2 separate regions of the Mus musculus genome follow, and region 2 is linked to region 1. Evidence: chromatin contacts called from public HiChIP or PLAC-seq data. All regions are on one chromosome and are shown on one strand. Each heading gives the region's core, a stretch centred on a gene start, on an enhancer-like site or on the middle of the called end of the contact. The rest is flanking DNA. Distances are from core to core; before and after follow the strand shown.

Region 1 (6,078 bases), core at 2,649-5,148:
CCCATGTGTGTTGCTTGGAGCCATTCCTAAAAGGGAGGTGTGAGGGACCAGGCCCGGCTACCCCAGAACTCTGTAATCTGCTCTACTCCTGCTGTAAAAGGAACGGAGAAAAGCCCTGAAATTTGGCAGGACTTAACAATGGTGTCCTGACTTGCGTAAACAGGCAGCCATGACAAAACAGCTTTCTATTCCACTCAAAGACTTGCTCAAATAGGAAGTCGAAATTAACCTCGGCTGTTTTAAAGTTAAAACCTCAACAAACAAAACAGTGGTTTGGTGGCATGGTAACTGTCTTCCCTCTCCATCTGAACCCCAGTGCAGATCACTCGAGGTGTCTATTTGGTAAGATAAGGAAATGTGATATTCTATACCCATGATCCTCTGCTGGCAGAGCCAAGGGGTGGCTCCAGCCTGCAGTCTTCTGCTGCTCCACAGACGCTCCCCTGCAGTGACTGTCACCTCTAAAGCTGACAATCATTCCTGTGTCTCTGTGGTGTCCAGGGGACACCGCCCTGGCTACTTCTGGGATAGTTTTCTTAAAACTGTGACTGCCATTTCAGAGAGCCACAGTCCCATGGTGCATCGCTTAAATTCCCACCTTAAGTAGGCACGTGTGCTCTACGGCTAGGACCAGGCAGTAACTGCCCGCAACGCCAGGAACAATGTGAAGAACTTGCCTGTTACACTATCCCTGTTAATGTTTACATTTCAAGGGTGAAAAAAAATCAGGAGTTCACTCAAAACTAGATTTGTATAAAATAGCACTTTCTTATAAGAAGAGATACCAGAGAAGAGCCGGAGAAGGGAGAAGGAAGAAAGAAGAGAGGAGAGAAACCCAGAAGGTGGGAGAGAGAACACAAGAAAGAGAAATTGGTTTTATATGCAGTATCTTCAATGGGGTTTGAAACCGCGTGTCTGCCTGGAGGCCAGTAAATCCCTGCTTATCAAATTTATATACTGGAGAGGAAAAAAAATCCACAATATAGTCCACACATCTTCTCAGAGTACCAACCAAGCCCCTAGGACACTCTAAGAGCAAGTGCAGTGTTCTGGAGAGTCACCGATGCGCAGCCACCTGTCCATGACCATGCCTCTGTGCACAGGTGGGTGGTTCCAAAGGCCCAGGGCTCCCTTGAGCCCACCCACCCTCTGCAGTTTCTAGGGACGAGGTATGTAAGACGGCAAACTGAAGCAGTCCGGGTTCATGAGGCAGGCAGAGGCAACCATCTGAATTTGCTCCTGCATGGTTTGGCACTGGCTTTAAAGACGCTTACCAGTTTTGGTTTGACTGTAAGTAAAAGACCAGCCTCCTTCTCAGCTCACGGGCGCTCGGGGCAGCCAGGAGAGGGCAAGAGAACAGCCTTTTCTTTGGGTTTTAGACATGGGATCCCGGAGAAAACGTGTGTGAACTTAAGTGAGAGTAAACAGAAGGCAGAGAAATGTCCTTGGATATCTCCTTCTCCCACAGTCCATCCATCTCACCTAAAGTGTGTCATTTGCCTCAATTCACCACCGAGCTGCACTGTGGGACCTTGGAAAATTAGTGTGGGTATTTTGAGTGATTATTCGTCACTATTACACACACACACACACACACACACACACACACACACACAAAAACACCTAAGGATTTTGGTGTGGCCTTTTTCTAAACATACCTAGGAAGAAAGCCTAATTTTTGTGTCTGTTCATATAAAAGAGAGGCGCTGTGCTGTGCTAACACGGTCTCATGTATCTCTGGTTGGCTTCAAGCTGGCTACGTAGCCATGGCTGGCCTTGAACTCTTGATTCTGCTGTCTCCATCCTGCAAGTACTATGATAACTTGACTGTAATACCATGCCTGGGGGTATAGGCTTTCTATATTACATTCTGGAAAATGTGGGCCTATTTGTGAGCCCTGCATGTGTTTCTCCCCAGAGACAGCAATCGGCTCAGATAAAAACCTTATCAAGTAGATGCCCCCTTTTCTCCTGTGAAGCTCAGAGGACACTAGTCTTTGCTTTCTGTGAAGGGCAGAGCCCCACTCCTGCTGCCCATCCTCTGCCCCTTTCTTTGTATGGGCTGCTCATCCCTTCATTTGAGTTGCCCAGGCCTGCATCTCTGCAGGAGTATTGCTGTAAGCATGCCATATTAATAGCTGTGTCCCACCTGTCCCAGAGAAAACTGCCTTTTGGTTATTATAATGGTATATCACTGAACAAACAGATTCCGACGTCAGCCGTCCGACTGGGGAAATGCAGTGAGCATTATCTAACTTGGCACAGAGGGTATGTGCAGTTATTACATCTTACAGCGTGTTTGCCACTGGTGACTGGCCCACAGAGTGACCAGAACTCACGCTACTGATCTGAAAATGTTCTGCCTGATACAGCCCACACCACATACATACACACGCATGCCTCTTTCATATTTTGAAAGAAGAGATATTAAATGAAAACTTAGCATAAAATCTAAAGGCAACAAGAACTTAAAAACCCCTTGCTGGATTTGTATGTGTATGTGTGTTTATACATGTATACACAACACATACATACATACATACATACATGCAAGCAACTGTGTGTATCGTGGCTTCAAGACTAATGGGTAGATAAGAAAACAACATAGTAGAAAACAAGTCTTACAAAAACCTCTCGTCAGCTTCTATACAGGAGGCTATTTGTATCTGAAGGCTCTATAGCTAAAGATTAAACCGAAGGTGGGTTGATAATACAGCTTTTTAAATGTACACATATTGAAATGTATTTTCGTCAGGATTCCCTACGTAATATAACTTGGTGATTGTCAACATAGCATGAATAGCGTGTTAGATGCTAGCCGCAGAACGGATTACAGTCTCCAGGATGATGTCCACAGGCCTAGGCAAGTACTAGGACATATTGAACTCCTGTGGAGTTTGATACCTGGAACCGATAACTGCAAGGGTACCAAGAGAGATACACGCGTGTAGCCATGTACACATATGGCTTCCACAGCCACGATTCCCTCCCATGCTCAGCAGCCACACTTCTCAGAGTAGAGATACTCTGCAGATGGAACAGCGTTCTCCTCATTAAGCTCCCAGCTGATGCTGCGGGGTTTCAACAGTTCCCTTAGAGCACCCAGAAAGGCCTGGCAGCCCCGGTGCTTTCTGCGCCTGGGACTCCAGCAAAGACAGAGGGTAGTGGGCTCCGTGGGGTACTTACCCTGCATCTGACTTTGAGGCTGAGGGTTAAAGGCAGTGGAGTGGTTCAAGGAGGCCCGAGGGTTGGGCGTGGGGGCTGGGTGGTGCGGGCTGACCCTCATGGCCGTGCGCCGCAGCTGCTCCAATTCACTGAGCCGCTCGGAAAAGGACAAACTCCCGGGCTTGGTCTGATCATCTAGTTTCTGCCGATGTCCTAGTGTAGGGACCGGGAGGGGAAGGGAGGAGGAGGAGGAGAGGGAGGCAGGGAAGGAGGGAGGGAAGAGATCAGAAAACGTGTTGTGGAGGGGACTTTTCTTATCTTTCCCCTCCCTCTCCCTTCACCCCCAAGGTGAGCTTGTTGGACATTGCCCCTTGGGCTGGCTGCCTGTGGGAACCAGGGCTATCCTTCTGATAGCCCGCTGAGGTTCCTTCAGCCCACTGGTCCCTGGCTGTTGCCTCAGTCTGGGACTCGGTGCCCACAGCTCTCCGCACATCCCCTCGGGTGGGCAGACACTAGTGAGCGGAACTGCTGATGGTGGCCCCGGGTAAGAAGCCCGTTGCTTGTTGGCTGTGGGCCTCAGGCTGGGAACAGAACTGTGGCAGCCAAGAAAGGTGCCCTCCCGGGGTCAAGAATGCCCTGCCTTCCTGAAAACCTGAGCAGCAGGTCTGAGAGGTGCCAGAGTGGGCCCTGGAACGTAGCAGCGTGTCCCTTCAACAGGAAATTGGGTGCAGCTGCAAACCCACAGCCGAGGAGTGAGATTTCCTGTTACACGCAGGCAGGCACAGGGCATCCCTCTCTGCCCTCACACACCCAGGCCCCTTCCTCCTTCGTACAGGCTCCTCAGAAGCATCCTTACTTCCCTGAAGCCCACTCCCTGGGCGGATCCCTAGGAGGAAGTAGGCAGAAAGGTGCAGCGTGGGTCTGTTCCAATATTTCTAGTAGGCCAGGCCCTTGGGAGCTCAGAGGGAGTGGCCAGCTGGTCTGCTGATTTTCCCTCGGAATGAAAAGCAAGGTGGGATGCTTGCTGTCGTGTAAGGGTGGTAGGTGTCTCTGTTACCAGGAAACAGCAAGTAGGGGCATCCACGTGGGCCAGTCAGGAGGGCTGGGCCTCCCGCTTTTTTTTTTTTTTCCCTCTCCATCCCCTTCAAAGTATTATGCAGACTAGAGATTGTAGAGGAGCCCAGCCTCCCACACAGTCACAGTAGAGATCCATTCCTCCTTTTAAGAGGCCGACTTTGTTGTTTCCTCCTCGTTCTCAAGGTTTGTTTGACTAGAACCGTTGACTGAGCCAGGGCCATTCTCCTGTCAATGGTTACACAGCCTGAGCCACAATCATCCTCCTGTACACAGCCTCACAACAAGACAGGGGAAGCCGTTGGCTTCTGCCCATAGAAATGCTGTTGCTGCTACCCCAGCCCAGCCCAGAGCTACACGGAGGACCCTGGACCATTCTTCCAGCACAGGAGTGGTTACAAGGCTACCCCGCCCACCACCTAGTTCCCGATTGCTACAATTATAAAATTATGTCGTAGAAGTTGTGTTATGGTTTCAAATCCCCGCGGCTTGCTATTTCTTCCTGCTACGGGCCTCCTTGGCACTGCCGACACGGTCTCAGATTCCAGGCCAGAAAAAGGGCCCACTATATTGCAGCGATTTTTATCACTGACAAGACCTGTTTGGCTCCAAATGGAGGAAAAAAAAAAGCTTAAGCATAATATTTGTGTAGTTCACATGCAGCGCTCGCTCTTTCCACGTATCGCCACGGCAAATCTGGACTGTCATTCAGAGCTCACAACACTGGACTCAAACACAAACACCCTGAGTCACGCAGGCTCGGCCGGGGCGCATGGGAGAGGCCTCTTGTAGCCGGAGTATTTAAAGCTCTATGGACAAAAGAGGCCAAGTTCCCGAGCCACCCCCTCCAGCCTTTTACCAGCAGAAGTACAAAAACTTCTTTTTCTAGAGCCTTCTACCTTGCTCAGTCTTAGTATATGTAGTTCGGTGTGCAGCCCTCTCTGGATCCTCCCTCTTCTTTTCTTTGCGACCTAATCAGTCCCCACTCCTCATCCCACCTGAGAAACCTCAGGCTTTCTCACAGAAAAACAATCTGAGCTCTAAAGCCATTTAAAGCGTGATGCGGCCCCTTTTAAGTGTCTGCCGTGGTCTCTCATGCCAGTCAAGGAAGAGGAAGGTGGGAAACATGACGCTGGATAGCTTGTATGGTCTCAGAAAGAATGTGGGTCAGCAAGAGCTTGCAGCAGGCTTTGTCTGTGTCGCAGCCTCGCATTCCTGAGGCACCCAGTGGCATTTTGGAAGAACACCGTGAAGGACAGTGTGTAGCCATAGGAAGGGCATGCGTGTGTGTGTGTGTGTGTGTGTGTGTGTGTCTGTGTGTGTGTCTGTGTGTGCGCGCGTGCGCATGAGCCCCCTCACTTGTGTGCATGATCATTCTAAAGTCAGAGCATCAGTTAATGGTGGTGTCTCTGGCCAGCCTTTGAAGAATGGCTATCTGAGTATCTGGCTCTGTGAATTTGGGGACTTGATCACTGAGAACTCAAACAGGAATAAGCTGTTTGTGGCAAGTGGACAAGCCCCTATGTGGCCAACACACGTGACATATTATTTTTATTTCTCTTCCCTCGTTACTCAGTTAAAAAAAAAAAAAAAGGACTCCTAATATGTGATCTGTTTTCGTAGCAGCTGACACCTGCCAGAATCGTAGTCATTTACAGAGATTAACTGATGACTGCCTGCTCTGGCAGGAATGCCTGGGCCTGGCTTCTCAGAGCTGCTTCCTAAGCCCCATGAGTCTAGAAAGTCCCGAGCTGGGTCTAGTGCTCTGGATTAGGGAATACTTCATTCCATGCTCTCTCCGTGTGCATTCTGGGAGTCTGTAGGAGAGGTTCTGCCTGA
Region 2 (6,078 bases), core at 1,343-3,842, 370 kb after region 1:
GGGGCTTCTGTCAAACAACTATGACAATGTCAGGCCACTTCGAGGACTCGGTGAAGTTTAGCCCAGTGCTTGGCGCTTAGTACACACTTACCACCCCAGATAGCTCACTGGTGGAGTTTTCTTTACCACAACCAAAGCCCTAACTCTGATCTTTTCCCCTCTTCAACAGACAACTTTATCACTTGCTATCATCAGTTGAATGCTTGTAGCTCTGCAAAATTCCAACCCTGACTCTCTGAACCCCCAAGTGGCTACTTGGAGATGGAACTCTTAAGGAAGTGATTAAGGATATTGATAAGGGTGGGGCCGTGAACACTGTAATCAGTGACTTTAGACATAAGATCTATCTGTCTGTCTATCTGTCTGTCTGTCTGTCTGTCTGTCTATCTATCGACTGTTACCCCCTGTGTGCATGCAGAGTGCTTACCCCCTGTGAGTCTGGGCTGAGTTTCCCCCACCTCCGGCCCCAGTGTGTGTACATGCTGAGAGTGGACATATGGATTCCTAAGGAAGAAGTGGCTATCCACTCGCCAGCACAGTGCTCCTCTCCAGTATCCAGCCACACTGGCACCCTCACCTCAGACTCTTAGCCTCCCAGTTAATTATTGGCTTGTGAGGCACTCAGATAGACTGCAGTATTTGTCATGTCAGCTCTGAAACACCAAGACACTCCCTAGCAGGCATCTTCTTGCGCTGCCCATTCGTGTGGGCATCGCTGGCCATCCATAGGGAATCGAACCCTTTCCTCTGTCTGCTTCCCGAACGCCCTCTCCTCCCGACGCTGTTAAGCAAATATCCCAGAGAGTGTGTATCTGTTAAGATCATTGTTGACTTACAAAAAGGGGATATAATTCTGTCGAGGGACACTTTAATCTTTGCCCTTCCTCCTTGTCCTAAGTGCTCACGGGATGCTGGGAAGGGGAGCATCTTAGGCCTAGGGAATGTGATGGCTTCTAGATCGTCGTGTGGTGTGGACCACTGCGGATCACCAAGTCTTCCGACTCAGTGTTCCACTAGAAACAAAAACAAACACAAACGGATGAACGGCATCCACGGAACATCTCACCTCATCCCTGTGTAGTTAGACGCAGAGATCAGTCCTAAGGGAAAGACTTCCAAAATATTTCCCCTGCTGCCTCAGAAAAGGCTTCTAAAAGCGCAGCTCCCGTGAGGCCCCTACTCTTCCCTCTCCTGGTGTTTTCTCTGGCTTCTCTTTGTGTGTGGAATGAAGCCCAGCTCCTGGAACAAGGAGACTCACACAGCCTGAGGCTGTCTCCCTCCCCTTTCCAGTCTCCTCCACCCCAGTGCACACCTGGGGAGACCACCTACCTATTCCCCCCAAACACACACACACACACACACACACACACACACACACACACACACACACACACATCAGTTACTTCTCCACTTCTCAACTTTAACCCTCTCTCTGCGTGTGCTCATGGGCAGTTTCTCATGCTTCTGAGCACAAGCAAAGCCCCTCTGTCCTCTCCTCTGCTAGGATTTCAGAGACCTGCAGGCTGCACGCAGCTTCTGGTTGTTATGAGTAAGGGCCCAGGAGCCCTCTCCTCTCCCCAGCTGTCAAGGCCCAGTGAACTTGGGTTCAGTGCTTAACCTTATGGAGCTCTCTCTCTCTCTCTCTCTCTCTCTCTCTCTCTCTCTCTCTCTGTCTCTCTCTCTCTCTAAACAAGGGTGACAGCGGTGTCTACCTCAGACTGATGATGGCTTAACTGATTTTGACTTTACTCTGTTGCAAAACCAACTTCCTACGACTAACCGTTCTGCATTTTCTCTGTCAGTTAGCCCTAAATGACGGGCTATCGTCAATAATTTATCATAACATGGGCTCCCTCCTTAGATGAGTTTGCCCACTTTAAGCCGATGTACACTAGACAGATGATGAAGGTTAGCTTAGCTGTATCAAATATTCTCGGGGCTCATGACAATTTCAGCTCACAGTGAATCTGTCAGGATGGGACCCATCAAAACGGTGGCACTCCTGTACCTGCCCCTAGCATTAAAGTGAAGAATAAATACTTGTAAAATGCTTATAAAGAAACTGGTACATAGGGTACAGATGCTTTGAACCTTCTTTCTCTCCCAGGGAAACATCTGTGGGAGCAGCATCCTGGGCCATAGCGTGGTGCTGACTATAAGGTAGCCATGCAATAGCCGTTCTTACATCTAAATCAGTCCTTTCTTAAAGGGCTCACTAAAATCCCTCTTTGCACAGTGGTATCTGGGATTGGACACTAAGCCGTGGAGCTCCACGTGGGTCTGTCTACTCATCATCCCAGTCTGTACAGAACTGCGAAACTCTCCCCTTAGAGTTCGGCTTCTTCATCTCAGATTCTTTTATTTGAGATTGAGTTTTATCATCTTTACTCTGTGTGTGTGTGTGTGCCTGTGTGTATGTGAGTGTGAGTGCAAGTTCCCATGGAGGACAGAAGCGGAGACAGGTCCCCTGACTCTGGAATCCCAGGCCATTGTGAGTTCAGCTGACGCAGGTGCTTCAAGGCTTACACGAACGTGGGTTCTGTCTACCCACATGTCGGCAGGTGCCTCTGACTGGCAAGAAGGATCTTTATTACACAGGAAGTGCATCATGGAAGCCAAATGAGAACTCTTATATGACGTGTCCTACAGCGTTGCACTGCGTGTAGTGGGTAAAAAATGCTCCCTGCTTCAGAACCTTTGTAACCAGCAGATGACCTTTCAAGGCTTCCACGGGTTAACATAGACTCTTCACAAAGCCAAGGAAGCCTTGGAAGTATATTAGAAATGGGTTACTGAGTGACACAGGAGTCTCCGTGGACACAGAATCAATAGGCTGTCTATGTGTGTGTGCATGGATGTGATTTACCAAACAAATAGGGCTCACATGATCATTATAGTTATTACAAAGCATTGACACATAGTCACAAAGATGAGGTGTTTGAAATGTGTGGCGTAGGTCTGCAGGTGGAGACCAGGAGGGTAGGATGCCCCAGACCCAGGCAGCAGGTTCAGCAGGCTGGACCCTGAGGACAGCAGCATGCTGGGGGTTGCCAGGTGTAGCAGGCTGGACCCTGGGGACAGCAGCATGCTGGGGGTTGCCTCTTGCTCAGTGTAAACTGGCTTCCCCTTAGTTTAGATCTTCAGCTGACTGAATGAGGACTGCTCGCACTGTATGTGTGTGCCTCCTCTGTGTTTCCCCATTTAAATACTAGCTTTGCCCTCAGACATCCTCCAAGGTAACATGGAGCCACCACAAACGCTGTTACAGAGACATCCGGGGATAGCAGAGCAAGGTGGCTGAGAGGGTGGAGGCGCTTGCTGTGCAGTCTTGGTGGCCTGGGTTTGATCTCTAGTTCCTTCAGTGGAAGTGGAACACCAACTCCTGAGAATTATCCTTTTCCCTCAGCACGTGCGGTATTCACGCATGCGGTGTATACATACGGGCACATCACCATCATCATCATCACATTCACCATCATCACCATCGTCATCATAAGCAATCACGAAACGATACGAAATGGGTGGAACTAGACAAAGAGAGGAACAGGAGTGCTTTGAATGCACAGCTCATTACCAAGGCTTCTCCGTCTAAGTCAGGGGGTTCCTTTCTTCAGAGAGAAAGCTGGATGAGGAACGGGATCACCGATCACTTTATTACTGCGGTTCCATAGCAACGACGGCATAAAGTTTGACTCATCTGTGGAAGCTTCTAAAAAAAATGAAGGTGCCTACTTTGTGTGAGTTTTGTGCCTTTGTATGAATTATTCTTTGGGAAAATCTGGGAAAACGGACAGCAGGGTACTTGAGGTCTCGGGGGCACACTGTGTGCTCCACCATCCCAAACATAGCGCCTGTGGCCTCTGACTACATTACAGGCAGAGAGTTTATGTTCTAGGGGGGACCACACGTTGATGATGCAATGCTTACGTCAGACGGAACCACTGGTGGTGTGGATTGACATGCTGCAAACTTAGAGCCACTGTCTGCAAAGTGGACGGAGTCTCCTCTTTACCTAAGGTGAAGGTCTGTGATCTTTATAAACGTTACTGCCACAGATCAGACATCTTTCCTCTGAGTGGTCACCAGAACACTGCGTTAGGAAGAATCCCTTATGTTTAATTTAAACTCAGTTTGCCATTTGACTCTGTCTGCAGTGCTAGGATACAGAGTGGGTTTTGTTCCAGTCGTGAGTACGCTGTGAGTTTAAAACCTGAACTCTGGCAGGAACTCCTCAGTAACTCAGAGGGCAGATTTGACTGACACTGCAAGGCAGCCCTCAGCCTGTGAACTTTCAAAGGAAATATCAGAGGACTCACCTGCCCACACGTTTAAACCCTTGCCAGGGTGTGGGTATGAGGAAAGGGGGAGGGCTCCTGCAGCACGTGCTAAACCAGGCCTGGGATCACACGGTCAGCCCTCACCAGTACCCACCAAAACCACCACCAATAAACACCATGATGATCCTTCCTCCCTCAGGCAGAGAGCACTTTGATTTTCAATAGGATTAACTCCAAGCTCTCCAACACTTAGGTGCCAATAAAATAAAGCAGTGTGGCACACAACCACGAGGCCCTCATCACTCGCATCTCAGCAGCGAGCAGGAGCAGCGAGGGCTGAATGGCTAAGAAGGGAGATCTAGCAATTGGCCCGCAATCACCTCACAAGTCAGTGGCAGGGCTGTGTCGGAAATTGGACTGTCTTCCAAACGTTGGTCCAGACCCCAAGGCAGCTGTAGGGTGGATTCCATGTCTACTCTCCTCTATCAAGCCTTCGTTTGGTCTGTTTCTGCTGAGGACCCTTTGAGGGTGTGGGTTTGCAGAAGATGTGCCACACAGATACAGTGAGTTAAAGCCCCTCAGCCAGCAAGGCCTGTGGGACTAAGCCCCTGCGTGCCTCTCATCTAGGAGCCCCTGGAAATCCTAAGAAGTCCATGGCACACCATTTCTTGTCTTTATGCCCCACACTAACTTCTTCATGTTTGCTGTCTGATTGTGTGTTCCTGTTTTATGTTCATTTAGACAAGTGGCAATTTCTCTTTCCCTCCCTCCCTCCCTCCCTCCCTCCCTCCCTCCCTCCCTCCCTCCCTCCCTCCCTTCCTTCCTTCCTTCCTTCTTTCCCTCCTTCCACCTCTCTCCTTTCCTCCCTCCTCCTCCCTCCCTTCTTCCTACTCTTTGTATCTCTTTTCTTCCCTCCCTCTCTCCCTTCCTCTTTCCTTCTCTCCCTCCCTCTTTCTCTTCCCTTTTCTCTCTCTCTTTTCTTCTTTTTTGTGCATTTCACTTCTCTGTTTTCCCTATACTGTTACTTCGATTTAAACACCCCAGATGTCGTACTCACTCTATGATAGGCGGTAATGTTGCTTGTGTGCTAGCAGCAGAGGCTGTGGAAAGCATAAGACCAGACCCCCTTTCACCTGACACCCACTCTGTGCTCTGTGAGTTTTACCATCTTCGCCCCTGAACATCTATACACTGAAGATGCCCCCAGTTCCAAACTGTCACTCACAAGAGCTAATCTTCCCACTGAAGCAGCAGAAGCCTTAGCACAAGGACTCCCAGGCCTCCACGGGACTCTCTGCTTCCCCTTCTTCTGACTCTCAGATGCACTGGGGCATTGGTGGCTGGGTTAATGAACCCATCCATTACACCGCCACAGTGGAAGGAGAATTTACCTCACTGTGTCTACAGCTGGGGCACAGCCAGCATATCTATAACCAGAAGGCAGCTGATTCAAGAGAACCTGCAGTAGAATGGTCATTTCTTACCATCAGGGGTGCCTGCCATACAATACTCAGTCAGGTACTTTCCAGATGCAAATGAAGACCGGCTGTCCTGATTGGATGGTGTTGGGTGGGTCCTGGGTGGAGGCTGGGTTCACAGGACACAGCTTTGCTGTATCAGGTCACAGTCAATTCCTGTTACACATCCTCAGTTCAGTTGGGGGGCGGGGGGAGAGGGAACGAGTAGACCCACAGTTCCCTGCTTGGGGACACTTTCTGGACCAGGGTTCGATAGGCAAACTCTTTCTTCCTGGATTTTCCATTATTGGCTCCCATCCAGTGTGGCCACAGCTTAGAGAAAT

What was found. HiChIP or PLAC-seq counts read pairs in DNA pulled down with a chosen protein or histone mark.
Region 2: an H3K27ac HiChIP or PLAC-seq map of regulatory T cells shows a contact between it and region 1, with 4 times the contacts expected there. The contact joins two enhancer-like sites. A contact is called at or near these places in 2 of 115 datasets of contacts at active chromatin or transcription factors (pancreatic cancer cells and regulatory T cells).

What each region holds. Positions count from the first base shown.
Region 1 is chr16:92,640,968-92,647,045 of GRCm38.p6, forward strand. It overlaps Runx1 (runt related transcription factor 1), which reads right to left. Exons shown (of 8, transcript NM_001111021.2): 6 at 3,187-3,378. Among named protein-coding and RNA genes, the nearest start is that of Gm30224, 48 kb to the left of the region's middle. Within about 2 kb of position 3,899, at least 112 of the 459 cell types and tissues checked have an H3K27ac peak or open chromatin away from gene starts, as enhancers often do. A contact at or near this core is called in regulatory T cells, where this site is marked.
Region 2 is chr16:93,014,614-93,020,691 of GRCm38.p6, forward strand. No RefSeq gene overlaps it. Among named protein-coding and RNA genes, the nearest start is that of Gm41499, 61 kb to the left of the region's middle. Within about 2 kb of position 2,593, at least 15 of the 459 cell types and tissues checked have an H3K27ac peak or open chromatin away from gene starts, as enhancers often do. A contact at or near this core is called in regulatory T cells, where this site is marked.